2 separate regions of the Gossypium hirsutum genome follow, and region 2 is linked to region 1. Evidence: chromatin contacts called from public Hi-C data. All regions are on one chromosome and are shown on one strand. The core of a region is the stretch at or near the end of the contact, and the rest is flanking DNA. Distances in the headings are between cores, read along the strand shown. Region 1 holds the start of LOC107918698 (ureide permease 1). Region 2 holds the start of LOC107918781 (protein enabled homolog).

Region 1 (4,463 bases), core at 1,117-3,616:
GAGTACAAACAGATATGGTGATAGAACATCACTTTTTCAAACCCCTCTTGAAGGTTTGAACTCGTTCATATATTCCCCATTCCATGAGACTTGCTTGGTTGAGCTCGTAATATAATTCATAACCTCAAAGATTAAATGAGTCGATAATCTTGCATACCTTAAAGTTTCCTTAAGAAATTCCCATCTAATTCGACCGTGTGCTTTTTTTAGATCAATTTTAATTGTAATCTACTTTGGTCTCCTCCTATTCGTTTGCATTGAATGAATCACCTCTTGCATCATCATAACATTATCCTTAATAGAACAACCAGTCACAAAGCTCACCTGATTTGGTGCCACCAGTACAGGTATGATATATGAACTTTAGCCTCGTCACAATAGTTTTTTTTATAGTATTGTATGCCACAGAACACAAACTTATTGGTCTAAACTAGCTCCACGATTCCGGTCTCTGCACCTTCGGAAGTAAAACCAACACAGTGTTAGTGGTCCTTGGGTCCAACGGCCTGCCTTCAAAAGCTTTAACCACCACTTGAAACATTGACTCTCTAACAATATCCCACTGACTTTGATAAACTCTTGCATGAAGATCCTTACCAGGCGTCGCCTTAACCTCCTTTTTAGTGACTCTGGAACTCAAAGCTTCTTTGACAACCGTGGGCAATTCTTCAAAAAAAAAAAACCAAAGTCTAGTATCCAATCCCTATCAAAATCATCATTCAAATATAGCTCTTAAAAGAAACGAACGACTTCATCTTTTAACCTATCCTCGTCAAAACACCGTTCTCAAGTATTTAACTTTAAACCCCTAATTGTGATATTAACCCTCATATAAATATCAAAGATATGAATTTACAACATATTTTTGTTTCGGCAAAATATTTTGAAGTCAATGTTTTGCTATTTTATATATATATATTTTGAATTTTGAGACTTTAATCCTAATTGGTACAATAGTCATTAAATTTATTAACTAGAATAATGTGACTTAATTTTAAGTATTAATTTGGAAATAGTAGATTGAGATGACATAATATATCTGATGATATGTCAGCATAAGATTTTGTAAATAACATAATTTAACTCAACATATTTAATAGTTAGGGTTTAGTTTTAATTCAAGCTATAACCATTAAATTTATTAACTAAAATAATGTGATTTTTTAGTATAATGTGAAAATAACATGATAAAATGATATTACACATGTAATCATATATTTGTCGAATAAGATTTTGTAAATAACAATATTTAATTTAATAAATTTAATTATTTATGATTAAAATAAAAAGATTAAAAATATCAAATTTAAAAATAAAAATTGAATTCACAATTTACGCTTAATAAAATAATTGAATTTTGTTTTATGTTATACCCTTACTTATAGGATTCTTAAATAATTTAATTATTTAAGCTTGCTTAAGTTGACTAATATATCACATGATATCTTAGCTGTATAAAAAGAAAGAAAAAGTAAAAGAAATTATATCTTAGCAGGTCTCAATCAAGGGCATTAAATAATTTATAGGTCATATTGAATTTTTTAAACATTTTGACGGGGACCAGAAAAGAGAAATTGTGCAAACTTTACACACTGCTAAGCATAAAGTTGATATTATTATTATTAAATCTTCAATATTTAAGTTTTTTGAATTGGTTTATTACGGATTCAATCCTTTTAGACTTTGATCATTTTAATTCAGTTTTCAAAAATTAGATTAAGGGGACATAAATGATAAAACTAAAAGTAAATAAATAATAAAAATTGTATTTTAACACCTCAAAATAAAATTACATTCAAAAATTTTATAGTTCAATTCCTACTTTATAAACAAAAAAAAAAAAGAGTCTGTATTCGCATTGCTTGCAGCTAAATATCATCGGTTTTCATTTACTCCTGTAACCTTGCTTCCAATCACTGAGAATGGCGTACTGTGTCCTATTTTAAAATATTAGAGAACACTTTGTGATTGTCGGTTAATGGTATGCTTAAACATTAAATACATATATATAACCAGCCATATCTGTTATGTCATGTTTGATTTTGGGGACAATACAGCCAGCTTGGACCGCAATCTTCTGCAAACCCTTTCAAAAAGGAATAAAAGCATCAAATTCATTAAAAAAATAAACCTGATATAGCCAAGCTGGATCAGATCCCATTAAAATACCACCCATTTGAGTATTCATCTATTTTTCCACTCATAGAAACATGAAAATATACCCACCAACCAATAAAAATTTGATCATCTATGCAACCCCTACAATAGCTATTAGTATATATATTCTATATTGATATAATGAAGATATCATAAATTTAAAAATTATATTTATAAATTTAATAGTTAGCAATACTTTGGCCCACTATGTATGGCGGAAAGAAAGAAGAAACGTGCAAATATCTAAAACAAGTTGCAGTCAAACGAATCTGCTTTAACAAGATAAACTATAAAGCAGATGGTTCCAGTTGGATTCAGCATATTTTATTCTTTTATTTTCCCTAGTTCCGAGATTCAAGGTAAAGTTAGAAAGGATACCTTTCTGTATTATCTTTCAATGACTCCATTGGAGTGCTTGGGAAAAGATGATTGGAGAACATGTTTTCAACTGACAAGTTTTTCATGGTTTTAGGATTGTATCAGATATTACGGAGTGAAGATCATGTATGTAGTGGAGAGCAAAGGGGGTGCCATAGTGTGTATGCTGTTAGCTCTTTTGTTCCTGGGTACATGGCCTGCACTTATCACTCTGCTAGAGAGGCGAGGACGCCTTCCCCAGCACACTTACCTTGATTATACAATCACAAATCTCTTGGCTGCTGTTATTATAGCTTTAACATTTGGCCAAATTGGGGACAGCACGGTTGAAAGGCCCAATTTCTTCACGCAACTTTCCCAGGTGAGTTTCCCAGTTGGGATTGTTGCTATCTTGGAAAGTCTTCTAGTCTAGTTTTCCATTTCAAAGAACATAAAAGGTTACTGTTATTTGCTACAGCTGAAAAGATTCTAAGTGCTTAACCCACTTGGTTCATATAGCCACTCAGAGAAATGGTATTTAGCAAGTTCGGTGCTGGAATCCCAATATCAGCAATCCCTTCACTCATTCCGAATGTAATATATTCATGGGAATTTGATGCAGGATAATTGGTCTTCGGTTTTATTCGCAATGGCTGGTGGGGTGGTTCTCAGCTTGGGAAACCTTTCTACACAATATGCTTGGGCTTTTGTTGGTTTATCAGTTGTAGAAGTCATTTCATCAAGCATGACTGTTGTTATAGGTTAGATATTGAATATTTGAATCTATTGACATCGAAAAGAACTTGATTTCTGATTTCATTGATTAAATTTTCTTTGGTTCTAACAGGTACAACCTTGAATTACTTCTTGGATGGAAAAATAAACAAAGCTGAGATCCTTTTTCCTGGTGTTGGTTGCTTCCTAGTTGCTGTTTGTCTTGCATCAGCTGTTCACTCATCCAATGCAGCTGATTATAAAGCAAAGCTTAGCAGTTGGCCAATTGATAATGAAACTGGAAAAGGGTTTGCTCGTTTTCCTTCCAATACATTACCTAAACAAATTTTGATTTTGATTCATTTTCCTGTTTGATTGGTTTGTTACTATATATATGCAAATCATGAGATTGATCAGTGTTTTCCAGGACTGTGCTTCCATCGGCGTCTGAAGAAGCAGTTTTAAAGGATCGAGAGAACGCGGGTGGTCCTATACGCAAGGCAAAAGCCGGAACAGCAACCTTCTTGATAGAGCTTGAAAAAAGGAGGTCAATCAAGGTTGGGAAGTTAGTTTCAGCTTCACCATTTTCAGTTTTGGGAAGTCTATTTGGTCTTGGCTTCATTTTGTTCTGTGTTTTCTCTTCTGCAGGTGTTCGGAAAGAGCATGTTCATTGGACTGACCTTAACTTTCTTCGCCGGCGTTTGCTTCTCCCTCTTCTCACCGGCATTCAACTTGGCAACAAACGATCAATGGCACACTTTGAAACAAGGGGTTCCCAAGTTGGTTGTCTACACAGCATTTTTCTACTTCTCTGTCTCCTGTTTCGTAATTGCTCTCGTCCTAAACATCAGCTTCCTTTACCATCCAGCTTTGGGAGTCTCCAAATCGTCCTTTAAGGCCTATCTAAAGGACTGGAATGGCCGAGGGTGGGCCTTCCTCGCCGGGTTTCTGTGTGGGTTCGGGAATGGTCTCCAGTTCATGGGAGGCCAAGCTGCAGGCTATGCAGCAGCAGATGCTGTTCAGGTTTGATTTTAATGATCATTTCCATTGAATAAGAATGCTTAAGTAGTCTATTCGCCATCATATGTGAAATCTTTGATCATGGTTTCAGGCACTTCCTCTTGTGAGCACATTTTGGGGAGTGGTTTTATTCGGAGAGTACCGAAGATCGTCACAAAGAACATATATATTGCTGTTCAGCATGTTGTTCATGTTCATTGCAGCTGTTGGAATAC
Region 2 (4,545 bases), core at 436-2,935, 150 kb before region 1:
ATTCATCGCTAATGCGGCGCTGGATACTATTAGGGTTTTCTGTTTCCACGTTAGTTGGGCTAGGTTAATTGGGTTTTGGTTTGGGCAAGGTTAAGTGGGTATTTGGGATCTGTTTGAGTTATTGGGCTATCTGTAAATGGACTTAGTTTGTATTTTGGGTTTGCTGGACTGATGGACTTTTAATAATTTTGTTTTTATTTTTATTTTTATATATTTTTTGTTTATTTATTTGATTTGGGCCGGGCAAAATTAGGTATTACAACATGCATCACTAATTATTTTCGTTACAGACTTAACAAAAATACCATTTTTCGTCCCCTATCATTGCTCTCCCATCCCTCTCCCCTTCTTCCCCACTACCACTGCTATTAGAAGCCTAGCCACATTGTCCTTCCATTTCATTCTCTTCCATGGCCATCCATTCTTGCCTTTGCACTTCTCACCATTTTCCATCTTCGTTATAACTTGGTTCATCTGCTTCACTCATGCTTCCATCATTTCCTAAATCATATGCAAAGAACAAAGTGTAAAATGAGAAGAACCAATGTATACCATGTGAACAAGAAAGGCCGGTCAAGCTTGTTAATGAGATTCAAGATAATGTTGTTATTAGTCACTACATTAAGTTTTGGTCCAGTGAACTGCCCATTGATAAGAAGGATAACCTTCACAACAACAAAAAATCAAAACTTTTTTTTCTTAGAAACCTAGAAACATACACATAAAAAAGCACATTACTTTCATCAACCCAAAACACAATTTCAGAATTTGACAGTTTAGAGATCAGAGTAACCTACCGGGGAACTCCAAGAATAGAACGAGTACCATAAGTAACAGTCCAGGTGAAATACAAGGGTCTTCAGCATTCACCAAAGACACGCCCAAAACAACCAAAACACCAAAAACCAAATGAGGAATGAATGATTTCTCCATTTTCCCTTTAATACACTAAAAGCCAACCAATCAAACATTTAAAAAAAAACCTGGCCGAAATTGGTTTATCAGAAGACTATCACCATAACCGCCTGAAACTGAAACTCACCTGCTGGTTTGAAACTCCCTGGAAAATGAAATATTTTCATAACAAAACAGGGAAAAATATGTATACTTTAAAGCAAGTTGGAAGCTCGCATTTAATCTAATAATCGGCGCAACGCGTTCCGCGTTAAGATAATTGCTTCCCGCTTATGTTTATTTTCACTGCTTTAAAAAGGCCAAAAGTGAAAAAGAATGAAACATGTAATAGGTGAGAAGGAAAATAAAAATGGAAATCTGGGTTAGGTTGAAGTAAAAATGGACTCTAACCGATCTAATGTAAACTCATAAGCCACAAATGTTACAACACCAATCTGATGCAAGGAACAGAGTAGTAATAGCGGCGACGGTGGTAATGGTGGTGGGGATGATGGTGAAGAAAGAATAGGGGGAAGAGGGGGAGAGGGCAAGGGTGGGGAGGTTTGCAAAAAATTGAAGGCACTTGTGATAGGGGGAGGGATGGTGGGGAAGAGGGAGAGGGATGGGAGAGTAGTGATACGGGGATAAATAACCATGTGAAAATGGGATGGGCAAATAAATTTGTTGTAATAATTAAAACAAAATAAATCTCAAAACATTAATGTTTGGATTGGTGGAGTAAAAGCTCGTATCTTCATCCTTTTAATTAATTCACTAATCACTTCCACCACTAAACAATGCTTCAAGGTTTCTTTTTTTAATTTATTTGAAGGGATATTATTGGTAAAATTTACAGCATATTTTGTTGGCTGTAATATCAATACATTACAACTCAATTCGACCCATCATTAAACTATTGTTTGATTGGTTGTAATGAGTTATCACAGTCCTATTCCATACGGCTTACTCAGGACAAAGATGCTGTTTACCATTTGGTGGTCTCCCACATAATGACAATTCAGGGAATGGGTGAGTAACTTAAGATTTCAATTTTACCCTCACCATTATCATTTCTTTCTCACGTCTGAGACCTTTTCCCTCTCTTCTTCCTTCCATTGTAATCATCAACAAATTACCAACTTATCAATTTAAATTTTTTTAATCCCATTTCCTCCCAACCCTGTCTCCCTTTGACAAACCGTAACAAGGCCTTCAATCTCAGAACCGCTTTTCTAACTCCAAATGCCCTCAACAAGGCCTTCTCTTGCTTTTGATTGAGGTGGAAACTTGAGAAGAGAAACAACCAGATAGTGGTTTAATGTGAGGCTTCAACTGTACCTGAGAAGGAGGCCGAAGAGACCTTCAGGGAGAATTTTGAGTACCAAGCAGAGGTGGGTTCTTTTGCTTTTCCTGGGTTTTGCTCTTCTGTTTCTGCTTTTGGTGGAATATTTAGGGATTTACATGGTGGTGTTGGATTGGGCGATTTAGTGTTGAATCCTATTCTGTTTTTCTTGGTGCTGAGAAGGTAACATGCTGTCAGCTTAATATAACCTGCATTCTCATCTTTTGCTTCATGTATGAAGCCTTTTCGTTCAATAATTTTCAAGCTAATTGGGTTGATTGTTTATATGTTTATTGAACGGGTTGTTGTGTTTACAAAGAGTCCAAAATCAGACAAGCAATACGTTGGGAAGTTGTAGCAGACAGTAGCTCCTATGTGAATAGGGAGGAAACTAATCTAGAAAATCTTCAAGTCCGTGGTACACAGATTACACTTTATTTAAGGGTACTACATTTGTTCATTCTTTTTCCTCTTTTACACCCTATTTGAATGTATTTGCATTTGCATGTTTAAAAATTTAAAGGAAGATAATAAATAACATTGAGATTTGAATGTAGTGTTTAATGTTACAAATACAATTGCCTTAGAAATTTCTGGTTCTTCAAATGTACAATTCTTCTGAGTGCCAAATGTCTAAGATATTGTTCTCCTGCAGTCAGATGACAAGTACGAATTCTCAGATCCCACCAGAATTCAGAATTTGGTGAAGAATTACTCCCAATTTGTTTATTTCCCAATCTACATTTATGGTAAGATACCAAACCAAACAAGAAATATCAGGTAGAAACACACACACACAAAAAGGAAATCCTGAGTAGGGAAGTTGTCAGTTTCTAATTCTATGCATAATGCTGTTTACTTTTCTCCTTATTTATTGTGTTATCATGTTGCAAAGTTCTTAATTTTATTTGCTTATTTTTAGACCAATATCTTATTCTGTTTTGCTTATAAGTTCCTCCAGCATATTTGAATCCTGAATTCTAATAATATGGGTGCTTTGGGAGACAGTGGAGATTTTGTGGCCTGGGAAAGTTGGTTAGATGATTTGCTCCAAAGTAATGGTTGCAAGCTACTATTTAATGAATTTATTGTTTCTTTGAGTTATATTGAAGATAATTTTTAGCATTTCATTTCTTCTCAATTATATGTAATGATATGTAGAGATAGGATTTTTAGTTACCTTTGGATGTCACAATTGTCGTCGTCAACAGATACGAGGTTTATCAACATAATGCTAATGCGCTCAACAAAATATTTCAAAACCATTGAACAATCAAGAGTTGAAATTTACCGGAGATTAGAAAGCGATCTGAAGTTGGCAAAGACTCGTCAAACATTGGAGGATCAAGCAGAGATAAAGAGATTGCGAGAAACTATCCGAGAAGCCAATCTGAAGTTGGCCAGGTTAAAGAAGTAAAAACAACTAAAGTAATTGCTGCTTCTCGTTATTTCGTTCAAGTAATAGCAGTCTAAGAATCTTTTAGTGATTAATTGGAATGTTGATGAATTGATAGTAATGTATGCCTTTGTGTGAGGGCTTATGTTTGAAAAGGAGAATGTTAAGAACTCATGTGGTTTGATACTTTTGGTATTTTAAAGTTGTTTTGTGTGGAACTGCAATTTTGTTTTTTTGTATTTTTCACTTAGATTTTACTGTCCATATTTGAGGTTAAAATTTTAATACTTTACTAATAGACCATATGGTTGTTAAAATTTTTGATAAATGCATGGCATAGTTGTTTAAACCAGATTAAATAGGGCTAGATCATTCAGTCGAATGAAGAATCACTGATATATCGATTTGAAAAGTCATTGTTTTGAGCCTGGATTTTTTTCTCAAATTTCTTAGCCTAAATCAGCAAAAGAAAATAAAAGTTCAAGCTTATTTCCTAAACTAGTTAGCCCAAATCTAAGAAATAAAAAATTAATAAATAAGCCCAAGACTCAACTCAGCCCAAACCAAAACAGGGAAGAAAAAGTTAAACCTAAAGTTTGTTCATGTATTAAAATTTTTAATCGAATTTGTAATGAATAATTGATGTTTATGTCTTATTGTTATTTAAATGTGTATAGTTTTTTAATTAATTATTTTTTTAGAATTTTTATTTTAAAATATTGAGTTGATCTAATCAGTTTAACTATTTGTCCAATACTAAACACTAATATGCATGGCTGTATGGTGGCGAATCGAAGGGTATGAAACAATCAGGTGTAGTGACAAAAAGTTAGAAAACAGTAGCAAAACATGAAAAAACCAAAATTGCAAATGAAATAAAAACAAACAGAAACAAATCTGTCTCTATGACTTC

What was found. Hi-C and Micro-C count contacts between places; a contact is called where the count stands out from the background.
Region 2: a Hi-C map of leaf shows a contact between it and region 1, with 2.4 times the contacts expected there. The contact joins the promoter of LOC107918781 here to the promoter of LOC107918698 in region 1. A contact is called at or near these places in 5 of 34 Hi-C or Micro-C datasets (callus, leaf and petal).

What each region holds. Positions count from the first base shown.
Region 1 is chrD13:16,433,100-16,437,562 of Gossypium_hirsutum_v2.1, reverse strand. It overlaps LOC107918698 (ureide permease 1), which reads left to right and starts at 2,366. Exons shown (of 7, transcript XM_016848286.2): 1 at 2,366-2,516; 2 at 2,630-2,896; 3 at 3,137-3,275; 4 at 3,362-3,536; 5 at 3,656-3,785; 6 at 3,877-4,251; 7 at 4,340-4,463. The coding sequence starts at 2,660.
Region 2 is chrD13:16,578,921-16,583,465 of Gossypium_hirsutum_v2.1, reverse strand. LOC107918781 (protein enabled homolog) reads right to left here and starts at 1,685. Exons shown (of 2, transcript XR_005922774.1): 1 at 798-1,685; 2 at 1-501. LOC107918580 (a long non-coding RNA gene) reads left to right here and starts at 1,815. Exons shown (of 4, transcript XR_001690159.2): 1 at 1,815-2,419; 2 at 2,556-2,680; 3 at 2,892-2,985; 4 at 3,448-3,850.